2 separate regions of the Hordeum vulgare genome follow, and region 1 is linked to region 2. Evidence: chromatin contacts called from public Hi-C data. All regions are on one chromosome and are shown on one strand. Each heading gives the region's core, a stretch centred on a gene start, on an enhancer-like site or on the middle of the called end of the contact. The rest is flanking DNA. Distances are from core to core; before and after follow the strand shown. Region 1 has its middle 41 kb from the start of LOC123413310. Region 2 holds the start of LOC123409951.

Region 1 (5,277 bases), core at 2,152-4,651, 85 kb after region 2:
GTGACAACACTTGTCTATGGTCAGGAAACCTTAACCATCCTTGATCAACTGGCTAGTCAACTAGAGGCTTACTAGGGACATAGTTTTGTCTATATATCCACACATGCATTTATGTTTCCATTCAATACAATTATAGCATGGATAATAAACGATTATCTTGAAACAGGAAATATAATAATAACTATTTTATTATTGCCTCTAGGGCATATTTCCAACATTAAACCCCGAACATATGCTTATGATTAGTGATATGAATAATCTGCCTTTCTAGGTAATATTTTAATGATAGCATTATAGTCTTGATGAGAAACCACTTATTTAAAAATTGGTAGGCATACCTTCTCTCTCATGGTTGTTTCACTAATACAATTTGATCTTATTCGGACAAACACCTTTGACTCTTGGGTGTATATCTACCTAATACGAAAAACTAAACTAGTAATTGGAAAGAAAGCCTAGAAAATCTGATTTTTTTCTTGAAACAGACTTGACCTTCCTTTGTACTTGTATAAAAAAGTCGCTAATGAACGACTTTCATGGTTTTCTGAGTGCAGAACAACAACATCAACACTAGATAAAAGTTACCATATTGATACTATTTTTCCTTCAAAATTATGCCTTGAAGTCGACAGAATTTTTACCTTCGTGAAACTTTTCATACTTGTGCAATATAATGTCATTTTATTCCCAAAAAGTTTCATTTTTTTGACATTTTCATGCACTTATACGCGCAGGAGCCAAAGGTATACCCCGATTTCGTTCACATTAGTTTATTTCCAATCCTGCAAGATCTTGTTCACGTTAGTTTATTCCACCGAAGAGCCCCCTAGCTCTGGGCCAACCCTGAGCTGGAGAGCGTCGTGGAGAAGGCCTGGTCTTCGCGTGTTGTGTAGTCCACTAGGAGGGCTACGCAAGAGCTATACTTTCACTTTACACGAGATTTGCTTCTCTCTCGCATGAAGCTATTTTCTGTTGTGTACAGTACTGGGTCAGCCCATTTCAAAGCGTTTGCATAGCCCACACGCCCGCTTGTTGTTTTCTCTATGTTTATCTTTAGTTTATTTTCATTTTAATTTTTTTTCCATTTTTTTCACAAGTTTTTTTTGTTTTTTTTCACCGGTTTTATTTGTTTTATTCTTCGCTTTTACACATTTGTTTTCTTTGTTTCTTTGTTTTTCTTCTGTTTCCTATATGTTCATTCTTTAATTTCATTAGTTTTCCATTCTTTCGTATTTTCTTTATTTTTCTTTGTTTGTTTCTTGGTTTTCATCATTTTTCTTTGATAATTTATTGGTTTTCACTATTTTGATTGTTTTTACCAGCGAACTGTGGGTATGTAAGTCTTGTTTTTATTGAAATATGGTAATTAGAGAGTCAATGTTACATGTGCAATAGGGGATTGCACTAAGTCGCTGGCAGTTAGCATACATCAAGAGGAGAATTTATAATGTATCTATCCAAGATCTCATGCCTTCTTTCATGGAGGGTCTAGCTGTCATCATAGTCCTCATCATAGTTGCTTAGAAGTGATTGATAAATTCTGTCTTGCACCAGTTGATTGAACACTGAATACGTTCAAATACTTCATCATTTCTTTGGCACCATATACTCCAACATCCAGTAATCAACACTTCCATGAAGTGGGCAATATTGTATCTGTGCTTGGCATCAATGACCATATTGTGTAAATTTTCATATGTATTCCATCCGATTCCAATGCTCCACTAAAAGCTTGACTGAAAGGCGGCCAAAAAAATAGGCGTGTTCTCTCCTCCATAGGGTGATCCTCACATAATGAGCATTGGGTGTTGTCTAATTGCAAACAACATTCTTGTTAATAGATCACATGTGTTGATCCAATCATGAAGCATGAGCCACCAGAAGAACTTGTGTCTTGGTATGCAACATGATTTCCATAACCAGATCATTGGTGGGTGGGGGTGATGTCTGTTGTGCTCATGAGTGCCTTGTATACTTTCTCGGTTGTGTATCCATGGTCTCCCCATATAAATTTCCATGAGTCTTTCTCCTGATTATGGTTGATTCCCTCCAGTGAGTTGCTGAGTTGTATGGACCGTTTGTGTGCAATATTGGATAGTGACAGCTGGAACAAGGAGTAATAGTTGTGTGCAATTTTTTCCTTTAAGATGTTGTCATTATCACCAAAAGAGTGCAGTTCAGGGAATCTGTCCATCAGGATTTGTCCACACCATTTGTCTTTTCATAGTAGTATAGTATTACCTGAATTTGTCCTCGCATGTGGTGAGTTTGTTGTAGATGTCATACAGTCTCTCCACTAGAAAGATCCTTTGCTATTTTCATTATTTTGCATTGGTTATCTTTGATTTTTAATTTATTATTATGGTTTTCTAAGTTTTTTTTGTTTCTACTAATTTTTTTTTGTTTCTACTAGTATTTATGTTTCTTTGTCATTTTTCACCTAGTTCTTTTTAGTTCAACACGCGTCAACTTTTTGTAATACGCATTCAACATTTTTCATATACATTAGAAAATGTTTTTATATACGTGTTTAACATTTTGGAATACATGATTAACATTTTTGAAAATATATTTCTATATTTCTAATTCATTCCATATACAATGCATATTTTGGAATTATATCTAATATGTTTTTAATATATGTTTAAAATAAATAAATACAAGATTAACATTTTTTTAATACATGATCAACAATTCTCAATACACAGTGAATAGATCTTTATCAGTAATAAGCATTTTTACACACACAATGTACATCTTTCATATACATCAAGAACATTTGTTATATTCATGTTTTAATATTTTAAAATACAGGATTGAATTTCTTTAAATATATATTTTCATGTCTACTTTTATTTAATGTATGTTGTATATTTTCATATACACCTAAAACAATTATACCCATTTAACATTACTTACATACATGAACAACATTTTATACATATTGTATTTTTTTGTGTATGTTCGTCGTATACATAGAAAAATCTATAACCATTCAACATTTTTCTAATGTTTGACCAACATTTTTATATGCTTGATTAACATTTTTGTGATATATGTGCAACTTTTTACATACACATTTTATACTTTTTTGTATAGATTTTTATATACATGAGAAACATATTCTCGATAAACATTTACATTTTTAAAATGCTTGATTATTATATTTTAAATAAATTACGCAGGTGATATTTGTAATATATTGACTATTCGTCATCCTTACTTATTCCTCATCCTAGCTATACCGCATGCTCCAGCTACCAAAGAAAAGTGTGGAATGTATATTTACTGGTAGCAACTAATGGAGGAGCACTCTTCAAGAACCTCAAGGGTCACTCAGCGTATGCCAGGTGTCGTGTTCTAGACACTATCTTTGATTTTTTTTTTCTATACTTGTTTTCGATTTTTAGATGGTTTTTCTTGGGGATCTTTTGGCTTTTCGGTTTTGCGATTGTTCATTGGCGGTAGATAGACTAGCGATCGTTTATTTGTGGTAGATAGACTAGCGCGCTGAGCATAAATTGAGGAAAAGCAAGCGACCCAGACTGGCCAGTTTTAGGAACTTTTGGAGGGTTCCTGGCTGGTTTTGAGGACCTTGTTAACGTTATTGTTTCCTCTTTTTTTCTTTCATTTTTTGTATTTTTCTGAAAATCAAAAATCCAGAAATTTTCAAACTCTATTCAAGAGGTGGAAATTTCAATGATAGTTTGTGTTTTTAAAAAATTGCTAGAAATGTCAAAATAATCTTTAAAATTTTAAAAATGTTTACACTATTTTAGAAAATGTTCACAATTTTAAAGATTATGCATAATTGCAAGAGATCTTCACATATATTTTCATCGCTAAATATTTGTTTCAGAACCATGAACCAATTTTGAACTTATTAACATGTTTTGAATTCTTGAATATTTTTCAAATCCGCAAACATTTTCTAAATTCATGAACTTATTTGAATTCTTGAAATTTTTTAAATTTATTAACATGTTTTGAATTCGTGAATATTTTTCAAATCCGCAAAAATTTTCTAAATTCATGAACTTATTTGATTTCTTGTACATTTTTAGATTTATTAACATGTTTTGAGTTCGTGAATATTTTTCAAATCTGCAAACATTTTCTAAATTCATGAATTTATTTGATTTCTTGAACATTTTTAAATTTTGAATTCAGATTTTCTTTTCAAATATATGTGTATTTTGTGAAATTGGAAATTATTTTTGAATTTGTGAACATTTTTTGAATTTGTGAACATTTTCTGATTTAATAATAATTTGTTGAATTAGCTTTTTTTTTTAAAATGATACTCTTTTGAATTCATAATTTTTTGAATTTATAAACTTTTTAACTTAAAAGTAAACATATCAAAATAAAAAAAATCATTATGCTTGCAGGGCCAGGGCCAGGTTGCGTAGGCGACACGGACGACGCAAGCGACTTGCTTTCTCTGAATGCTACATGGCAGCTTCGGAGGAAGGGTACTTTCCCTATCTAGGGGAACCAAGAGCCAACAGGATTGGGCCTAAGGGGCCTTAAGCGGGGAGGCTGGTTGGGCAAGAAAGGATCGCGCTTAGTGAGTTGGGTTTTACTGTTCCATTGACCTTTTGCATAGGCTGTGGCATGTTGGCCTCTATCTGGCACACTCACTAATCCAATGCCTTCACTTAGCCATGACTGCTTAAGGGCATTTCTAGCGTATCCATAAAAAAATAAAGGAACAAACGGTTGACTAAACTTTAGTATAATATTTTTACTTTATTAAGTTTTGATTGTTTCTAGCCGATAGATTTAGCAGAGTAAAACTTACAGCTCGCAGTACGGACAACCTAGAGCTAGCTCGTCCTCAGGGAGACGAGCAGATTCACGGTTTGATCGCGTCAGGTTTCGCCAATGTCCTCTCCACGTCTCCAAAATCTCGGAGGTTTGTCTACACCATCCCGTAGGTGCAGAAATTCTTTCGAGTCTCACAGCTGCCGGTGCTCTCCATTGCTGCACAACAGACACGAAGTCAGGAGTGTATTTTTATCTACTATGTCCTGATATACCGTCGATATGATTACATGTTAGCGGGTCATCACCGGCACCGCGAGCGGCATCGGCAAGGCCTCAGCCATGGAGGTCATCAGGAATGACATCAAGGTCATCATCGCAAACGTGCAGAACAACCTGGGCCGCTCGATCGCCGTGGAGCTTCAACCGGACATGGCCTACGTTCGGTGTGACGTGACGTCTCCAACAAGGCGTGGATAGCCACGGCCGTTGACCTCGATGTGAAGCGGC
Region 2 (5,006 bases), core at 861-3,360:
ATCTTTTTTAGTCCCAATACTAGAGTGGAGGTAAGAGAACAATTGTGTTCCCAACTTAATATTATGGTTGAGGCAATGACGGATAAATATCTCGTTTTACCCTCACATGTGGGTGTTGATTGTAGCGATTGTTTTCAACATCTTGTTGATAGAGTTTGGGCTCTTATTGACGGGTGGAATGCTAGGATGCTATCAACTAGTGGAAAGGAAACACTGCTAAAATCAGTGACACAGTCTATACCAGTGTATGCAATGTCAATTTTCATTTTGCCTAAGAAAATTTGCAAAGGTATTTGTAATGCAATAGCGAGGTACTGGTGGGGCGGCTCCGAGGACCAAAGAAAAATGCATTGGAAAGCTTAATGGAAAATGTGTATACAAAAAAACAAGGAGGCATGGGTTTTCGCGATCTACATTGTTTTAACCAGGCTATGCTTGCTAAGCAGTGTTGGAGACTTTTGTCTGAACCTGAGTCATTATGTGCTCAGGTGCTACGAGCTAAGTATTATTCAGATGGGGATTTCTTTTGCTGCTGTACTTAAAAAAGATCTTCTTTTACGTGGCGTAGTATCATGTCTGGTCTAAAGACCCTCAAGAGGGGTGCCATTTGGAGACCAGGTAATGGGGCTTCTATAAAAAAATGGCCTGATCTTTGAATACCTTGAGCCTACGATCGGCGTGCTCTATCTCCTAGGGGTCATTGTCTACTAGAGACGGTACATGATCTAATTGACCCTACCACGGGTGAATGGGATGTACAACTTATACAAGATAATTTCTGGCCTATTGATGTTTCAAGAATTTTACAAATTCCACTTTCATCTCAAGATCAACAGGATTTCATTGCTTGGCAATTTTGTAAGTCTGGTTGCATCACAGTGAGATCAGCATATCATGCAGAGTGGAAGGCAGAATACAGAATCAGAGTTGGGATTGTAACAGGAGGAGGAAGAAGTGATTCTCATCCGGTTTGGAAAATACCTTGGGAGACGAGGCCCCTCCCAAGGTGCTTACTTTTATTTGGAGGACGCTGCACGATATTGTGCCTTGTTATTGTACTTTTGCGAACAGGCTTATAAAGACGCCGGTAACTTGCCTTTGTGTGTAAAATTGACCCAGAAGCCCTCATACACATGCTTTTCATTTGCCAAAGAGCTTCAGAGGTATGGGAAGAATTAGGTCTCAGAGATTGTGTGACAGCTGTCGCGTCGCAGTACAGGTCAGGATCACTGATTTTGGATGAGATTTTGTGCTCAAAGTTACAAGGGGGGGGGGTGCAAGTTCCTGGAGATAATGCGGTGGAGCTGATCCTTGTTGCATGTTGGTATATATGGTGGGAACGGCGACAGATTTCACATGATGAGGAGGTTGCAACCCCGACACGATCTGCCTTACAAATTAGAGGGATTGTTGCCAATTGGTGTGCCGAGAAGAAGACAGTTCCTCAGAGGGATATTTGCTGGTCTAGGCCGGCATCGGGATGTATAAAATTGAACGTGGACACGCCATACCATGTGGACAGAGGGGTGGTTCATGTGGTGCAATTCTACGGGACTTCAAATGAGGGTTTATTGCTGCAGCGGTGGAATTCAGGCAACATGCTCTTATGCTCCTACGATGGAGGCATTAACTTTGCTACTAGGTTTACGACTTGCCGAGGGGTGGGTATTCTCGATATCAATATCGAGAGCGATTCTATGGAGATTGTGCAGGCTATACAGAATCCGTTCGAGTATCGGGCGTCGGGAGCAGCGATTACCGACGATTGTCGAAAGTTGATAAGTTCTTTTCGCAGGGTGACTGTAAGTCATTGTGTGCATGAAGCTAATGGGTGTGCCCATGAGCTTGCTCGTTTTAGTTTTGAGGGACAGGAATATGGGGTGTGGCATGATAAACCTCCAGACTTCCTGATCCCATTTATTGTAAAGGACATGCTACTTACCTAATAATACTTGCCGATGTTCAAAAAAAAAAAAGATGCAACCTAACAAACAGGCCTTAGGCCTTTTCCATGCTTCTGCACCAGAAGAGCAGGCTCTAGCCCATGAGCCCAACAAACTGGCTCTCGGACGGTCGGACCCAGTCCATCCGATCCGATCCCCTATCCGCAGCAGCTTCCCGCAACTCAGCCGGGAGCATCGTTTGGAATGGCGCTCGCTAGGGTTTCGTCTTCTTCCCTCCTCCTCCTCCTCCCCTCCTCCACCACCACCTCCTCCCTGCTCCATTCCTTCCTGCGCCCCTTCTCTACCTCCTCTGTGTCGACTCGTCGCCTCTCTCACCCAAGAAGCCTCCCCATCGATGCCAGTATTTCCCAAGCTTCTCCTCTCCCTCCTACTGCGAGGGAGGAGGGGGAGGTGGCGGGAGCCCCGAGGCCCACCTCCAGGCGGCCGTGGAAGCCCACGTGCTTGTACTACACCCAGGGAAAATGCACCATGGTGATTTTTCTTCCAGTCTGCTCCCCTCATTGTGGCTTGATTACCGGTTAGTTCTGTGTGCCGAGCCGTCTCTGTGTTCACGTAGGTAGTTATAAATTGGTTACATTTGCTAGCACATAGGAACTCAACTAATGCCAGGAGAAGTAGTCTTTGATGCTTATTTTGGGGTGAGGCATTGGTGAAATCATGAGCTTGGAACTGTAAGGAGTATCTTCTCGTCGTTGATGATTATTTTGCGTTTTCCTTCAGTTACACGGCCGGCAAGGTGGTATGTGGTTTCATAAAGCAAACATTTAGATCCAGATGCACGCCTTTGTAATTCAAGAGTGGCATGTGTTAGGATGATCAAACTTTGATTTAGACAGTGTAGCTATAAAACAGACATCATATTTTTTTTTTATTACTTGGTGAAGATTTAAAACATAGTATGCACTATGCAGAACTATTGTCCGGACTAACTACAAGGAAGAACTCGTCTTTCTAAAGACTGTAGGTTTGTAGGATGCTAACAGCTTCCGATATGGTAGGCTAGGAATGGAAGTATCTCTGGTGATTTAAGTTACTGGTATAATCAAGTTCAGTGATGGGCAAAATAAAGAAAAAGAGGAATTACTTATGGACTATGGAGTATTCACGTTGCCGCTGTCCAAGTTTACACAATGAGATTGTTTTACAACATTTTGATTTACTAGTTACAGCTAAATAAAACCTCCACATGTCACTAATGTTTTTAGCAGTTGAGGCGTTTTATGAGTTTTTAATGGTAAAACATGTTCTAGATTCAAGTCTCTGTACTGTATATTTTTTTTTCGAGAAAACGCAAAGACTCTGCGTTTCTTTTCATTGAAAAGTCTCTGTACTGTATATGACAACTATGAATAGTATATAAACTTATAATGATATTAGCTTTTTATGGAATCGGCTTGTATTATCTGCTACTAGTAAATTTTGTTATGTAATATCAGAATTAGGTTAGGATTACTAAATCAAGCAGAAGCAAATAAATAAAAAATATATGATAAAAGTTGTAGAATTTACTGGGAAAATGTCTAGAAGCCATGGGTTCTAGTAGTTTATATAAACATACTTATATGAGAAGAGCTGAACAGGATATTGAATTATCCTCTTCTATATACAACGGATGAGAGACAAGAATGGAATGCTGAAATTTGGACTGCTAGAAAATCTGGATACGACTCCCTAATAGGTTAAAGAACATTGCACTCGTGAACTCTTTGTCTTCTTAGAAGTACAATAAATCTTGTGGCATCAATATTAACTGATAGTTTTGTTTTAGGATGTACAATGTGGAAATTTACTCTATTTGTTATTTAGTATTGACAGTATGTCCTGTATCTGTTTAAACAGGTACGGATTCTTTAAAGCCCAATTAATACTTTATTCAGTGCATTCCGAACTAGTCTTGATGAGTACTCCAACTTTTACGTGGCATGGTAATCAGATGAGTTTTCACATTAGTAAATTAGTAAATTTTTGGGTTAGCGAAGCCGTGTCCATTCCGTTTGAATTTCCTTAAACAGATTTGTAGCCCTTAATAAAAATACTGCATTAATACTTGACTATTTAGTGAAAGCACTATTGTAATTTAGATTTGTATTTCCACAGATGGATGATGCTTTGCATGTTGAAAAATTCAATCATAATTTGTCGATGGATCTACCAGTGAATGCTTCAGCTGCAGATAAAGTGAAGCCTCAGAAACTGGATTATTTTTTAGTTCTTGATTTGGAGGGAAAGGTTGAAATTCTTGAATTTCCGGTTGTAATGATTGATGCCCATAGCATGGAGTTCATCGATTCATTTCACAGGTACAGCTTATTTGTAAGTCATGGAATATTATAGTTATTTGGTTCAATCTATATGCTTATTTGAATGACCATCGAGCTCTTTGGACCATAGATGACTCATGAGATTGCCAGCAAGGTATTACAAAAAATAGATTTATTGGCTGAGTGCTTTTAACATGTGCCTTCACCAAGTTCTTAACATATGTAACCAATATAACCGGGTGGATACTCAATGCACTGGTATAATATAATGGGAAATTACTTGGGATAGTCTCTGTAACAATCCCCCCCCCCCTCCGACACCAGGGTCCAGGGGATGTGCTATTGCATCTCCATTTTGCGGAGGTGGAGCCTGCTATTGCTTTGGCTGCTCTCACAAGTGGCAGAAGCTCATGCTCATTCTCTTTCTGACACCAGGGGCTGCTGCTAATGTATCTCGTTTTTTCAGAGGTGGCTGCTGCTGCTGCTCCATCTACTCTACGTTCCCTAATAGAATAAGATGTTGGTTTTAATTCCATAGGAATATACATACATAGATACATTACTTTAGAAGAAAATGAGTACAAGCCTGCTTACCATATAATCACTTCCAGGTGAGGTGACTGAGCGAGTACCGGTTACTGAGTGTTAGGACCTTCAACATTGATCTCTCTAGTCTACACTATGAATGTTCATTCAATCACCAGCAACTATTCTCAAGCTCAGACAGGGCATGAAAAATGTCCAGCTTAACATAAAGATGAAATCGAGAAGAAAAATGCTG

The links. A called contact is a pair of places that touch in the nucleus more often than the background predicts.
Region 1: a Hi-C map of seedling shows a contact between it and region 2, with 3 times the contacts expected there. The contact joins the enhancer-like site here to the promoter of LOC123409951 in region 2. A contact is called at or near these places in 2 of 6 Hi-C or Micro-C datasets (leaf and seedling).

What each region holds. Positions count from the first base shown.
Region 1 is chr7H:485,371,215-485,376,491 of MorexV3_pseudomolecules_assembly, forward strand. No RefSeq gene overlaps it. Among protein-coding and RNA genes, the nearest start is that of LOC123413310, 41 kb to the left of the region's middle. Within about 2 kb of position 3,402, at least 3 of the 3 cell types and tissues checked have open chromatin away from gene starts, as enhancers often do. A contact at or near this core is called in leaf and seedling, where this site is marked.
Region 2 is chr7H:485,287,404-485,292,409 of MorexV3_pseudomolecules_assembly, forward strand. It overlaps LOC123409951, which reads left to right and starts at 2,111. Exons shown (of 6, transcript XM_045102821.1): 1 at 2,111-2,435; 2 at 4,062-4,264. The coding sequence starts at 2,148.